2 separate regions of the Mus musculus genome follow, and region 2 is linked to region 1. A link is a contact called in public HiChIP or PLAC-seq data. All regions are on one chromosome and are shown on one strand. The core of a region is the stretch at or near the end of the contact, and the rest is flanking DNA. Distances in the headings are between cores, read along the strand shown.

What was found. HiChIP or PLAC-seq counts read pairs in DNA pulled down with a chosen protein or histone mark.
Region 2: a contact with region 1 is called in an H3K27ac HiChIP or PLAC-seq map of trophoblast stem cells, with 13 read pairs. The contact joins the promoter of Cinp here to the enhancer-like site in region 1. A contact is called at or near these places in 1 of 39 promoter capture datasets (cranial neural crest), 12 of 115 datasets of contacts at active chromatin or transcription factors (astrocytes, bone marrow-derived macrophages, double positive thymocytes and 8 more) and 4 of 9 other capture datasets (adipose tissue, embryonic stem cells, liver and 1 more).

Annotation. Positions count from the first base shown.
Region 1 is chr12:110,468,282-110,474,835 of GRCm38.p6, forward strand. The region is part of intron 3 of Ppp2r5c (protein phosphatase 2, regulatory subunit B', gamma); the gene reads left to right. It overlaps Gm19605 (predicted gene, 19605), which reads right to left. Exons shown (of 6, transcript NR_168658.1): 5 at 6,115-6,554. Among named protein-coding and RNA genes, the nearest start is that of Gm19605, 14 kb to the right of the region's middle. Within about 2 kb of position 4,175, at least 36 of the 459 cell types and tissues checked have an H3K27ac peak or open chromatin away from gene starts, as enhancers often do. A contact at or near this core is called in bone marrow-derived macrophages, embryonic stem cells, epiblast stem cells and 2 more, where this site is marked.
Region 2 is chr12:110,884,531-110,891,248 of GRCm38.p6, forward strand. It overlaps Cinp (cyclin-dependent kinase 2 interacting protein), which reads right to left and starts at 4,615. Exons shown (of 5, transcript NM_026048.4): 1 at 4,536-4,615. The coding sequence starts at 4,542. It overlaps Tecpr2 (tectonin beta-propeller repeat containing 2), which reads left to right and starts at 4,734. Exons shown (of 20, transcript NM_001289510.1): 1 at 4,734-4,796.

The DNA of each region.
Region 1 (6,554 bases), core at 2,925-5,424:
TCTAAAGCAATAAGAAGCCTTAGCCCCTCTCAAGGATTAAGAGTATTTTGGTTGGTCTGCTTACTTTGTTTTGTTTGTAATTGACCCATAATAATTATAGCATCTATTGAGTACAATGTGATAGTTGGATGTATGCATACAATGTGTAGCAACCCAGTCAAGGCAATTAGTGTTCCATCCCCTAAAGATTTATCATTTTGTCTTGGTAGGTATTTTGAAATCTATAACAATTGTGAACTGACCATGCTGAGGCTACAGAACTTTGGGACTTAGCTCTTTATCTAACTGCCTGGCAACTGTCACCCTTCCAACCCGGCTTCCTCCTTACCATCTCCATCCTCTCCTGACTGTTAGTTTTCCACTGTGCTCTGTAGGGCCAGCTGTTTGGGCACCGTGCTGTTGGCCTCAGAACACGCAAGCCTTTGTGATCCTCGGCTCCGTTTACTTAACATAGCATCCTTCAGTTACCCTGTGTTTTCACAAATGACTTTATCATTTTATGGGTCACTAACAGAGACCAGTAATTGGGCGCCACATTGCCTGTGTCCATTCTTTTTTCAGTGGATACCACAGTTGATATCCTGCCTTGCCTGTTGAAACAGTGTTGCAGTAAACACAGGCATGTGCATAGCTCCTGTGGGTACATCACAGAGTGGACCTTGCTGGGTCAGATGGTGGTTCTGTCCCAGTTTGCTGAAGGAACCCCACAATGACTGTGCTAATTTATATTCCCAACCATCTTTCACATCTTGTGAAAATTTGCTGGGGTTTGTCCTTGAACCGCAGGTCATGGAAGAATGGCACCTCCCTGTGGTTTGACTCATATCCCCTAGATTTGGGTCATTTACTTGTCTGAAGGTCAGGTCCCTCACGATGTTCGGGGCTGAGTTGCACCTGTGTCTGGACTCTGTCCCATCGGAGCACTTGCTTTTGCAGTGTTCTAGCTACCATGTTGTCTGTGTACTTCTTACTTTGCTATGTGTGACGGTTTGTATGTGCTCGGCCCAAGGAGTGGCACTATTAGATGGCGTGGCCCTGATGGAGTAGGTGTATCACTGTGGGTGTGGGCTTTAAGACCCTCATCCCAGCTGCTTGGAAGTGAGTATTCTGCTAGCATCCTTCAGATGGAGACGTAGAACTCTCAGCTCCTCCTGCACCATGCCTGCCTGGATGCTGCCATGCTCCTGCCTTGATGATGATGGACTGATCCTCTGGACCTGTAAGCCGGCCCCAATTAAATGCTGTCCTTAGCCTGGCAGTGGTGGTGCAAGTCTTTAATCCCAGCACTTGGGAGGCAGAGGCAGGCGGATCTCTTGAGTTCAAGGCCAACCTGGTCTACAGAGTGAGTTCCAGGACAGCCAGAGCTACACAGAGAAACCCTGTCTTGGAAAACCAAGAAAAAAAAAGTTGTCCTTATAAGAGTTGCTTTGGTCATGGTGTCAGTTCATAGCAGTAAAACCTTAACTAAGCCACTGTGACTCCATTTGTGTGTTTCTTCTTTGATTAGTTCTGCTCCTAGGGAGTCATTAGAGAGAATCATGTCTACCCTGCATTTTCTTCTACTAGTTTCCTGGTTTCACAACCTAGATTTAAATATTTGATCCATTTCAAGTTAATCTTTATATGTTGAGGAGAACAGAAGTCTGGTGTCACACTTCTACATGTGGCTGTCCAGTTTTGCTGGCACCATTTAGCAGACTGCTCTTCTCCGTGGCATATATTTCAGGTGACTGTCCGTGGATTGATTTATTGGTTTTCAATTCAGTTTCATTAGTCTGTATCAGTTTTACGCCGGTGCCACAGCTTTGTAGACTATATTTGAGGTCGAGTTCTTTGATTCTTCGAGTTTTTTGTTCCTTTTGCTCACAGTTGCTGGGGTGGGTCTGAGAGCAGGTTTCGTCCAGAATCCAGAAGGCCCGCCATCGATTCCCGGCACCACAAGGTTAGTCTGGGGACCACACAGACCCTGGTGCTTGTTTTTATTTCTAGTTTTGTGAAGAATGGCATTTAGTATTTTGATAGAAGTTATATTGAATTGGTCAGGTTACCTTAGGTAGTATAGGCGTTTATATAATGTTCCTTCAGTCAACCCATGGACATGGGGTCATATTCTTCCATCTTGGTGTGTCCCCTTCCATCTGTCCCGTCAGTGCTTTGTAATTCCCTTTCCAGAGACGCATCACTCTCCTCCTTAAGTGTATTCCTGAGCCCGTTATTGTTTATGTTCATTATGGGTGGGAATGTGTCCTTTATTTTTCTGCAAATTTGTTGTCTATACATACTAATGATCCTAGAATTTTTCTTTGAGTTTGCTTTTGTCTTTTGAAATAATCTTGGTATGTTCTCCAGGTTTGAACTTGTGAGCCCAAGTGATGCCTGCAAGTAGCTGGGTCACCACGGTGCCCAGCCTAGCCGGGTCTGCAGGCGCACACCATGGTGCCCAGCTTACCCTGGCTGTCCTTTTTCTTCTTACTGTACCACTGATTGACCCGAGGACCTTATTCGCCCTAGGAAAGTGCTCAACCACTGAGCTATACCACCAGCCTTCTTTTGACTTTATTATTTTGCAACATAAACTCACTAATTTGGCCAGACTATTCTTAAACTTACCCTCTAGTCCAAACAGGCTCTGAATTTGTTAGCATCCTACCTTAGCCTCCTAAACCTGGGATTGTGGTTTGCAGTGCTAGGTCTAACTTACACTCATTTTTTTTTTTTAATGTTGATTTTTGTTCTTGGCAGCATTACAAAATTCTTACATCATTTTTTTCTTTTATCAGTTTTGGTAGGTATTTATTTATTAACGAAACCCTTAAACTTTCTTATATAGGGACTGGAGAGATGGCTCAGTGATTAAGAGCACTGGCTGCTCTTCCAGAGGACCCAGATTCAAGCCCCAGCCCTCACGTGGCAGCTCACCCTGGTTGCAGGGGACCGGCCTTAGTCATTGATCTATTGCTATGAAGAGACACCATAGACACTCTTAGAAAGGAAAACGTTTAGTTAGGGCTGCTTTATAGTTTCAGAGTCTTAGTGCATTATCACTGGGCAGAGAACATGGCTACACATAAGCAGACACAGCGCTGGAGACGGAGTCAAGGTTCTACATCCAGATCCACAGGCAGGAAGAGAGAAATGAAACCCAGGAGCCCACCCCCAGTGACACACTTCCACCGACAAGGCCACCCCTGCTAATCCTTTCAAATACCACCACTCCCTATGAGCCTACAGGGGTGAGGTGGGGGTGGGGTGGGTGTGGGGGGCATTTTCATTCAAACCACAACGTGATCCAGTCCCATAATTCTGGCTTCTCCAGGAGCCAGGCCCACATCTGGTGCACCGATGTACAAACAGACCAAATAGCCATACACATAAAAATAGAAATGACCTTGTTTTAAAGTTAAGGCTATCAGCTGAGGGTGGTGACACATACCTTAAGATCCAGCACTCAGGGAATCAGGAAGGTGGATCTCTGTGAGTTCAAGACCAGTCTGGTCTACAGAATGAGCTCTATGACAGCCAGGGCTACACAGAGAAACCCTGTCTCGAAAACAACAAAGCAAACATAAAAGCCCTCTATATGGTAAGGCCATGCTATCTGCCATAGCTTCAGTTTGGTTGCCCTTGATTTCCCTCTCGTGTTGGATCGTTCTGTCTAGGACTATAGCATGCTTTGAGTAAGAGTGTGAGGATGGCGTCCTCCTGTTGCTCCTGACCTCAAGGAATGCTTTCAGCTCTTCCCACTCAGTACACACAGCCTTTGTTGTGAAATGTGTCCCTCTGTGCCTGTCCTTTCTTCCCTCTGTCTCTCTGTTTTCCCTTCCTTTTTTTTTTTTTTTTTGTACTGGAACCTGTAAGGGTCTATCATTCTCTGAAGAATGATACCCTGGACTCAAACTATGTAAACACAACGAGTGTTTTATTCTGCACAAGTCCAGCATGCTGGGGTCTCCCATTACCCGAATAGAGAGACACACAGGTGAGCTCACAGGCCTGATTTAAAGCACGTTAGGGAATTTCTGGGTAGGTGACCTCTGTGTTAATCTGTTGGGTCCATCTCTATGCAGATTCCTTTACCTGGGTGTAAGGGCTGGGAACCTGCTGTGGAAGGTCTGGAAGCTGCTGCTGACCCATTGTCCTTGCCTCAGGCCAGATGATGGGCGGGGCAGCTTCTGGGGACTTGCCTGGACTTGCCCGGTTCTCAGAAACAGAGATTTGGGCCTAGTCTCCTTAACTCCCAATGTGAAGCCTATCAAAGAATCAGCCTGGCCTTCTCAGAACCCACTAAAGTAGAAATTAAAAGTATGTTGACCAGGCTGGCCTCAGACTCACAGAGCCCTACCTGCCTCTGCCTCCTGAGGGCTGGCATTACAGACATGCACCATCACAGAGTACCATGGGTTCTTCCTGTGTCTGATGTCACGATGGTCATACAGCCTTTCTGTCTATCATTCTGTTAATGTGATAAGTTTATTGGTTACACGTGTCAAATCATTCTTGCCTCTCTGTTATGACTCATAGATTTTGTCCTCTTTCTCTGTTTGTTTGTCTCTTTCTTTCTTGATTCATTCATTTATATGAAAGCTGTCTGCATGGACACCTGAATGCCATCAGATTGCATTACAGATGGTTGTGAGCCACCATGTGGTTGCTGGGAACTGAACTCAGGACCTCTGGAAGAGAAGCCAGAGATCTTAACATCTGAGCCCAGTCTCTTGCTTCCTCCGTTTTCTTTCTTTCTTTTTTTCTTTTTTTTTGGGTTTTCGAGACAGGGTTTCTCTGTATAGCTCTGGCTGTCCTGGAACTCACTCTGTAGACCAGGCTGGCCTTGAACTCAGAAATCCACCTGCCTCTGCCTCCCAAGTGCTGGGGTTAAAGGCGTGCGCCACCACGCCCGGCTCATTTTCATTTTTTAAGATGTATTTATTTTTATTTTGTGTGTATGAGTGTTTACCTGCATGTATCTAAATGTACCAGGTGTATTGCTAATGTATACCAGGCTGACCTCAAATTTTGAGAGAGCTAGCTGTCTGCCTCTGCCTCCCAAGTGCTGGGATCAAAGGTGTGGGCATGCCCGTGCCCATCCACGCCCAGCAGCTCTAGATGTCTTTAACTTGACTTTCTTATTGAAATATAGTTTCTTTTGTGTGTTTGGATGTGAGTCCTCTTATTTTATCATACAATTCACTCATCAGTATTATAAAAACTAAATACAAGGCCGGGCTGTGGTAGCGCATGCCTGTAATCCCAGCACTTGGGAGGCAGGCGGATTTCTGAGTTCAAGGCCAGCCTGGTTTACAAAGTGAGTTCTAGGACAGCCAGGGCTATACAGAGAAACCCATCTCATGTACCCCTAATTCTCAGTAGCAGGCACAGAATCACCCTGGTTTTTTGAATACCTGTTCCCTGTTGTCTCACTGAGACTCTCCTGGTGTGTCTCCTCCGCAGCCCATCTGTTTACCTTTTAATTTCACATGGTTGTCTTTTTCATTTCTGGATGTTGTAGTTAATTTTTTTTTTTAATTTTCCTTGTGGGCTTGGGAGATAGCTTGGTAGGTTGTAGTGCAGGAAACACAAGTTTGGGGACCCAAGTTCAGGCCTCCAACATCCATGTAAAATTCTGGGTGTGGCTGTACCTGCCTGTAAGACCAGCCTCTAGGGTCAGAGTTGGGAGTGGCTAGTGATGTGACAGAATCTCTGGGCATCTGGCTGTCTACCTAGATGAAAACCAGCAAGGTCTAGGTTCAAAGAGAGACTCTGTGCTGAAGGAATAAAGCAGAGAACAATATAGGAGTACACCTGACATCTCAGCTGGCCTTGGTACAGGTACACACAAGCACACGTGTGCATATGCACACACACACACACACACACACACACCCCACATATGTGTACACATATACACATACATGTATACACATGCATACATGCACACATGCTTACAACACATGTGTACATACACATACTGGGTATACATGTACATACATCCATACCCTGTGCACACATACTTGTATGGATGTGTGTACATACATGTATTGCACAGACACACACACATACACACACACGTGTGCTTACTTACACCTCTAATACCCACATCCAAAAGAAATGTCTTACCACTTGAAAATATTCTGCTATCCTCTTGCATGTACTGTCAAACTCTTTTCTTTAAATAGAGCAAACACCGGTGTTTTCCAGCCTCTGTCAGAAAAACTAACACCAGCAGTTGTGACATCAAGCTCATAATGTCTTCTTTCTGCGCGCCTCTTTATTTTTATGATGTGCTAATCACCATCCTCAAATATTTTTAACAAATCGAGGCCTTAGAATGAAAGTCCTCCAGCAGGCTTTGTTTGTTTTTCTTGGGCCAGAATCCTTTTGCCAAATACTTGCAGTTTGGGAATTCCTTAAGCCGTGACACTTGACTAATAAATAGTCTGCCGAGCCAGCTGCTACTCAGCGCCCCACTCCCCCTTGTAGGTGCTCTAAGTGGAGGCTGTCTTGGCTGGAGTACATCAAAGGTGAGGCTGTGTGACTCAGGCGATGACATTTTTCTT
Region 2 (6,718 bases), core at 3,365-5,864, 420 kb after region 1:
GAGATGCAGGGGTGATCTTGCCAGGCCGCTGCTGCTCTGCCTATGACTTAGATGTCAAAAGTTCTGCCTGCATCTCTGCTCCAGCCCCTATCTTAATCCCCACCTCCAGCCCTGCATAGCCAGGCAAAGATCCTGGGAAGGCCTTTGAGCACTCGGTTCTCTCTGCTGGGAAGCTCCTCCTTTAAGTAGTGCTGTCCACCTACAGTTCATCCAACCCAAAGCCCGAGGAAAGCGAGACCAAATGCAGAGTCTGTGCTGCCTTCTAGACTTACAGCCCTACATAGTCATCTCACAGCTGAGAGGAATCCAGGGCACAGGGCAGCTGATGCTTTGGAGGCTACACCTTTAAGACCATGCTTCCTGGGTGTAAGTCCTAGCTCTGCCAGCTGTGAGTGTAGGTATATTTGTCAATCTCTTGGAGCCTCAATATTCTCATCTGCAAAATGGTGATAACACAATATCTCTTCCAAAGTGGACATATGAGTTCAATGCAGCCTGGTCTACATAGTGAGTTCCAGGGTGGCCAGGGCTACATAGTGAGACTATCTAAGATAGTAACAAATATATAAATAATATGTGAAGCTGCGAGGGCCAGACACATAGCCAGTTAACAAGGCACACTACTGGTCCCCGAGTCTGTCCTCCCTTCTCCACTGTGGCCTCTTAATCTTGCTCTGCCCAGTACTGCTTTAATGTCCCAGCGTGGGTCATGATGACTATACGTGTGTGCACTCACTCACCCTGTTAGTTTCTTTAGGGCTCTGTTCTTCTTTGGTTTGCGTGGATGGTATTGGGGACTGAGCCTATGGCCCTGTGCATGCTCCACTGGGGAACATCCCAGGCCCATGTTACTGTGAGATGGTCTCATTAAGTTGCTCTGGCAGGCAGAACCTATTTTACAGCCCAGACAGCCTTTGAACTTTCTTCCTGCCTCAGCCTCCCAGGTAGCTTGGATGGCAGCCTGTGTAACCAAGCATAGCCACTAGCTTGGCTTGATGTTTTTCATTCATTCTTTTTTTTTTTTTTAAAGATTTATTTATTACATGTAAGTACACTGTAGCTGTCTTCAGACCCTCCAGAAGAGGGAGTCAGATCTCATTACAGATGGTTGTGAGCCACCATGTGGTTGCTGGGATTTGAACTTCGGACCTTCGGAAGAGCAGTCGGGTGCTCTTACCCACTGAGCCATCTCACCAGCCCTTCATTCATTCTTTATTCAAACAACTAACAAATCCTGGTTGGCTACTTTCAACAGGTCAGGCATGGGGGAGGAAGTGAATGAATGAGAGCCAGGACCTTTTCCCACGGCACTTACTCCAAAAGAGTCAAATAATATACAAGTAAATTGTCTTAACCAGTCCAGACCATAGTACTATGTAAAAAAGGGAACAGAAAGCCAGGAGTCTTGGCAAAGGCTTTAATCCCAGACTAAGGCAAGAAGATTGCTCTAGGTCAGCCAACCACTGAGTTCTGGGTTTCAGTTAGAACTGCCTTTAAAAAAAAAAAAAAGAGGCTAATGTGGGCTCCGTAGTAGGATTAACATAAATAAAAAACAAAATGGGGTTTTGTGTCAGCATGAACCTCTGAGCTGAGGTATAAATAAGCCAGGGAAAGAGGGTCAGCATGGGTCTTATGTGAGTGACCATGAACTTGGTGACTACAAGAAACAGGACAAACCCAGCATGAAGAGGCTCAGAGACACAGCAAACCAGGGCTCACATGGCTAGAGCCATAGGCCACACAGGCCACTTCAAGCACAGCAAAGAGCAGGCAGTGACCTGGAGCAGCTCGGGGTCTCGTCTCATGGTCCACCCTCACTACCAAATGGGTAAACACTTGGTCACCTGTGATAGAGAGTGGAAGGGGTCCCTGGGGATGAGAGCGTCTGAGTGCAGATGGCACAGAGAAGGGGGGTGGGGTCAGAAGAGGGCCCCGAGCAAAACGCCATAAAGAAACCTACTTTGTAAGCTAATTAAAATAAATACATGATGTAAATATGTTCTACCCTCCTATAGGAAGGAGGAGGCAGTGATGAGGACATTGGACACTAGAGGATAATAACAGAATTCTTTTCACTTTTCATTTCAATCTTAATTGTTAAACATCCCCTCACTTGAAAGAAAGAAAGCCAGGCAGCCAGCCTTTAAGGAAAGAAAATTCTTTGGGTTTTTAGTGGAGGATTCCATATGTTAAATTCCATATGGTAAAAGTGTCAACGCAGCAACACATGAAAGGCTTGCACACACAGGTACAATGTCCACCTTTAAGACATGAAATATAACTTTTAATTGTATCTTCACATCTAAATGATCAGATTATTTATTTAGTTAGTTAGTTCTTCGAAATAGGGTTTCTCTATGTAGCCCTGGCTGTTCTGGAACTCACTCTGTAGACCAGGCTGGCCTCGAACTCAGAAATCCACCTGCCTCTGCCCCCCTATTTTTTTTGTTGTTAGGGTTTTATTGCTGTAAAGAGATGCCAAGGACCATAGCAACCCTTATAAAGGACAACATTTAATTGGGGCTGGCTTACAGTTCACAGGTATAATCGATTATCCTAATGGTGGGAAGCATGGCAGGCAGACCTGGTGCTGGAGAAGTTAGCTGAGAGTTCTACAATTAGTTCAGCAGGCAGCAGAAAGAGACATTGGGTCTGGCTTGACTATCTGAAACCTTAAAGCCCACCCACTGTGACATGTCCTCCAACAAACTCACACCCATTAGTGCTACTCCCTAAGAGCTTCCGGGGCAGATTTCATTTTTAAAGATCTGTTTTTATGTGTGTGAATGTGTGGGAGTGGCTGCTGAGGCCAGAAGGGTGACTGGTGGCCTGGAGCTGGAGTTACAGGTGTTTGAGAGCTGCCCAGTGTCATGTGGAGATCTAAATTCCAATGCTCTAGAACCGAGCCAAAAAATCTTCAGCTTCCAGTTTTATTTTTCTGTAATTTAACAAAACCTTCTTTAGGAGACTATACTATTTTGAGACTCTCTTCTTCTGACTTCCAAATTTAAACGCAACCAGAATTTATAGCTAAAATTCTACTTGTATATAATTGCTAACTTATCTGTAAGTTGCAATAAATATATTTGCAATAGTTAAATGCAAAAAGGGAAGTCATTGTCCTGGTTACTTTTGTGGTTAACTTGGTCAACCTGGGAAGAGAGAACCACAGTGTAACAACTGTTCGTGAGGATGTCTGCATGGTGAATGATGTACAAGGGCCTAACTCTCTGTGGTGCCGCAGCCCTTGGGCAATTGGTCCTGGGCTGTGTAAGAAACGATCTGAGGGGCTGGAGATGGCTCTGCGGACCTAGCACCCAAAAGAGGCTTACAATCAGCTGAGATTCCTATTCCAGAAGATACCATGTCCTCTTCTGGCCCCTGTGGATACAGCTGACACATGGTACGTTTACATAAATGTAGGTATTATACACGGAGAAGAAAATCCTAGGAAAAAGCAAGCCAGTAAGCAGCTATTCTTCATGGCTCCTGCCTCTGGTTCTGCTTGGGTTCCTACCGAGTTCCTTCATAGATGGATTGGGACCTGGAAGGGTAAGACAAATAAACCCTTTCCTTCCCAAGATGCTTTTTGGTGACGGTATTTTACCATGGCAACAGGAAGCAAGTTGAACAGTTATTTCCATCAAGAAGTCTTCCTGGACTCTCCCCCCCCAACCCCCGCCGCCGCCGCCCCCACTTCCACCCCTGGTTGCATTACGAGTCACTGCAGTAGACATATTATCTCCTATTCGTTGGCTGTCATCACATCCCCTAGTGAGTCAATTTCTTCTATTTCTTAATTCTATTTTCTCCGCAGGACTGAGTTCAACCACAGTAGGAGTTATGTCTTGTTCCCTCCCATAACTTGCACACACAGCTGATTGAGAATCAAACGGGCTCCATGGAGGAACTGCTCTCACCTCCTGCATTACATTCGTCCTTCTTCGGTAGGGGTCCCTAAGGGTGAGGATCACGGCTGACTAAGTTTGCCGGACCCACTTAGGAACCAAAAGCACAGCTCTGACTTCTAGACACTCAGAGACAAATGGGGAGATGTCAGTAATGTGAGTCGCAGGGCAGCTGGTAGAGAGAGAGGCACAGCAGTTTAGCTGCTTACCTCTTGTAAGCTACCAAAGCAAAACGGGACTCAGCAAGCCATACGCTAACGCACTGACCCATGCGACACGAACCGACAGAGACAGCCTTTATTACACACTGCAAGCTCCACGGCCCGTCTTACTGAATGCCGGAGTTTAGGGAAGGGTTCTCCGAGGGGCTGGCACGTCAGGCTTGGCTCCAATGTGCTCAGGGATGCTCTGAGCGTCACACCACTGACACTTCACGCACATCACCGCACTCAGACGACACTCACACCGTAATGAACAAGGCTCCCGGCAGCCCACGAGGTCCAGGCGCGCCCTGCATGTCACGTCGCGCGCGGACTCATGACCTCCCCCACCCACCCTCCCACCCCTCATGACCACGTCCACGACCTGCAGCCCCCACAACTAGGGAAACACAGCACTGTCACGCACCTTCCATGCGGCGGCCCACAGGTAGATTCCTGAGAAGACCCAAAAACCCGCCTGCGAACTGAGGAAGTGACGTCACTTCCGTCCTTGGGCCCGCCCACACTTGTGGCTCTGCCGCTCTAGCCCTCCGCGGAGTCACTGCTACTCTCTGAGGCCTAACCCGTTGCCTAGGCAACAGGCTCCCAGCAGCCCCTGCGGCCCGGAGTCCATCCCGCCTCCTCCGGGTTGGCGGGGCTGAGGTGTCCTGAGGGGCTGCCGCGGGAGGTGAGTTCGGGAGCGCGCGGGCGGGTGCCGGACGCCTCCGACGTCCCCGACGCCGCCCCTCGCCTTTCCTCCCCCTGGCAGAGCCGCCTTCCCCTGTCTCAGCCCCTCAGCGTCTCCACAGCCGCGTCGCCGTCCCCCTGGCAGCCGCCGCACGCGGCGCATCTGTCAGCCGGAGTCTGTGCAGAGCACCGGGCGTCGCAGCGTTCGCACACCGCCCCGGGCCGCCCTGGCGTCCCGGCTCCCCTCGCTCCTCCCCTCCTGCCCCACCCTGCATCCCTCTCGCGGCCGGCTCCAGGCTCCTCAGCCTGGAGATTGACATTGCGTTCTGTTCTGTCCCCCCGATCCTCAGCTGGATCCCTTACATTGCCGCTGGCTTGGCCGCCCAGTAGGAGTTGAGTAAGGGTTGGTTAAATGGATACCGAATGCCTCCCGGTGTGGCCCCCGAGGCGGAATGGACAGTGAATGGGGTGACCCTGGGTCAGACTCGGGGTCAGGTCATTGCGCTTCCCCTTCCTACCCGTTTACTGGAGCAAGTGTCAACTTCCTAGCTTCAGTTTCGTCATCCGTAAAATGATAAGTTTTTATCTTGGGATAGTGGAGGATTAAATGGGTCAGTGCATGCATGCACAGCCGACCGTCCAGGGTCTGACTGAATATGATCAAGGTTAGTCTCTGCTGTCACCCACACGGCTCTGTGGGCTTCGCTGCTTTTTCCTCTAGTCCCTTAAGTCTCTGGTTTCCCATTTCTTTCCATCTCCGTCTTTACTTTTCTTTCCTACCCTTTGTGCTTCCTTTCTTTCTCACCGATATTCAGGTATTTTTCTGTTCCATTTGTTGGCAGCATGTGAGGTGTATCGTTTTGTCGTTGACTGGAATGATCATTTGCAGCCAAGGTTTTGAAAACTTTTGGAGCAGGGAGTTGTGGGAAATCAGGTCCTAGGTATGAAGTTGCTCTAGTCTCTTATCGCCAGAGAGTCCTTGTCTTCGAAGCTGTTACACTTTTTGTACCTACTCGCACCCAGCTGTAATGCTGATATACCTGTGATCATTTTGTTTGTTTTTGCAACCTGACTTACAGCCCGTGTTTGTTCATTCATTGAGTGTTTACTAGACTTCCCTCATGCCAGTTGCTGGGCCAGGCCCTAGGGGTGTATGCTTACACTTCACACCTAGTCACTCCCTCAGGAAGGTTGGAGTCTAGCTCTTGAGATTTCAAACCTGAGAATCCCGTCTGGTTTGGGAATCATGGATGGGTAAAATGAAATAAAGTCCTTCAGGGGTTCACTCCCCCCCCCCACCCCGTAACTTTTAAAAATCGTGTTTTATGTGAATGGATGTCTTGCCTCCATGTGTTTTTGTGTACCCACGTGTGTGAAGTGCCTACTGAGGTCAGAAGAGGGTATCAGATGCCCTGGAAGTTAGCTGCCATGTGGGTGCTGGGAATTGAACTCTGGTCCTCTGGAAGGGATACCCTGTGTTACAGGCTGAGCTACCTCTCCGAGAGCCCTAAGCAGTTGTTTTGATGTAGCCACATTGTCTTTTTCAATGGAAGACTGGTTCTTATTGGGTTGGTTTTCAGTTTTTCTTAGGGAAGTTATCTTTTGGGGTTGAAGAGCTCGGAGTCCATTCATAGTAGCCTCTAATTTAAACAAAATAGCTGCTGGCACTTAGTGGAGAGGAGGAAGAAAGCAGACGACAACAATGATCTTGAATTTAGAAAGGTGAAGAACAAATTAGGAGATGGTTATATTAATAAGAATGGACGTTAGGGACAGGGAGTGTGGTAGAATCAGAAGAAGAAATTAGGTGGTGGTTTGTTTTATTTAGGGTTGTTGTTGTTTTCCAAGACAGGGTTTCTCTGTATAGGTGTGGCTGTCCTGGAACTCAGGCCAACTTTGAATTCAAAGATCCTGCCTGCCTCT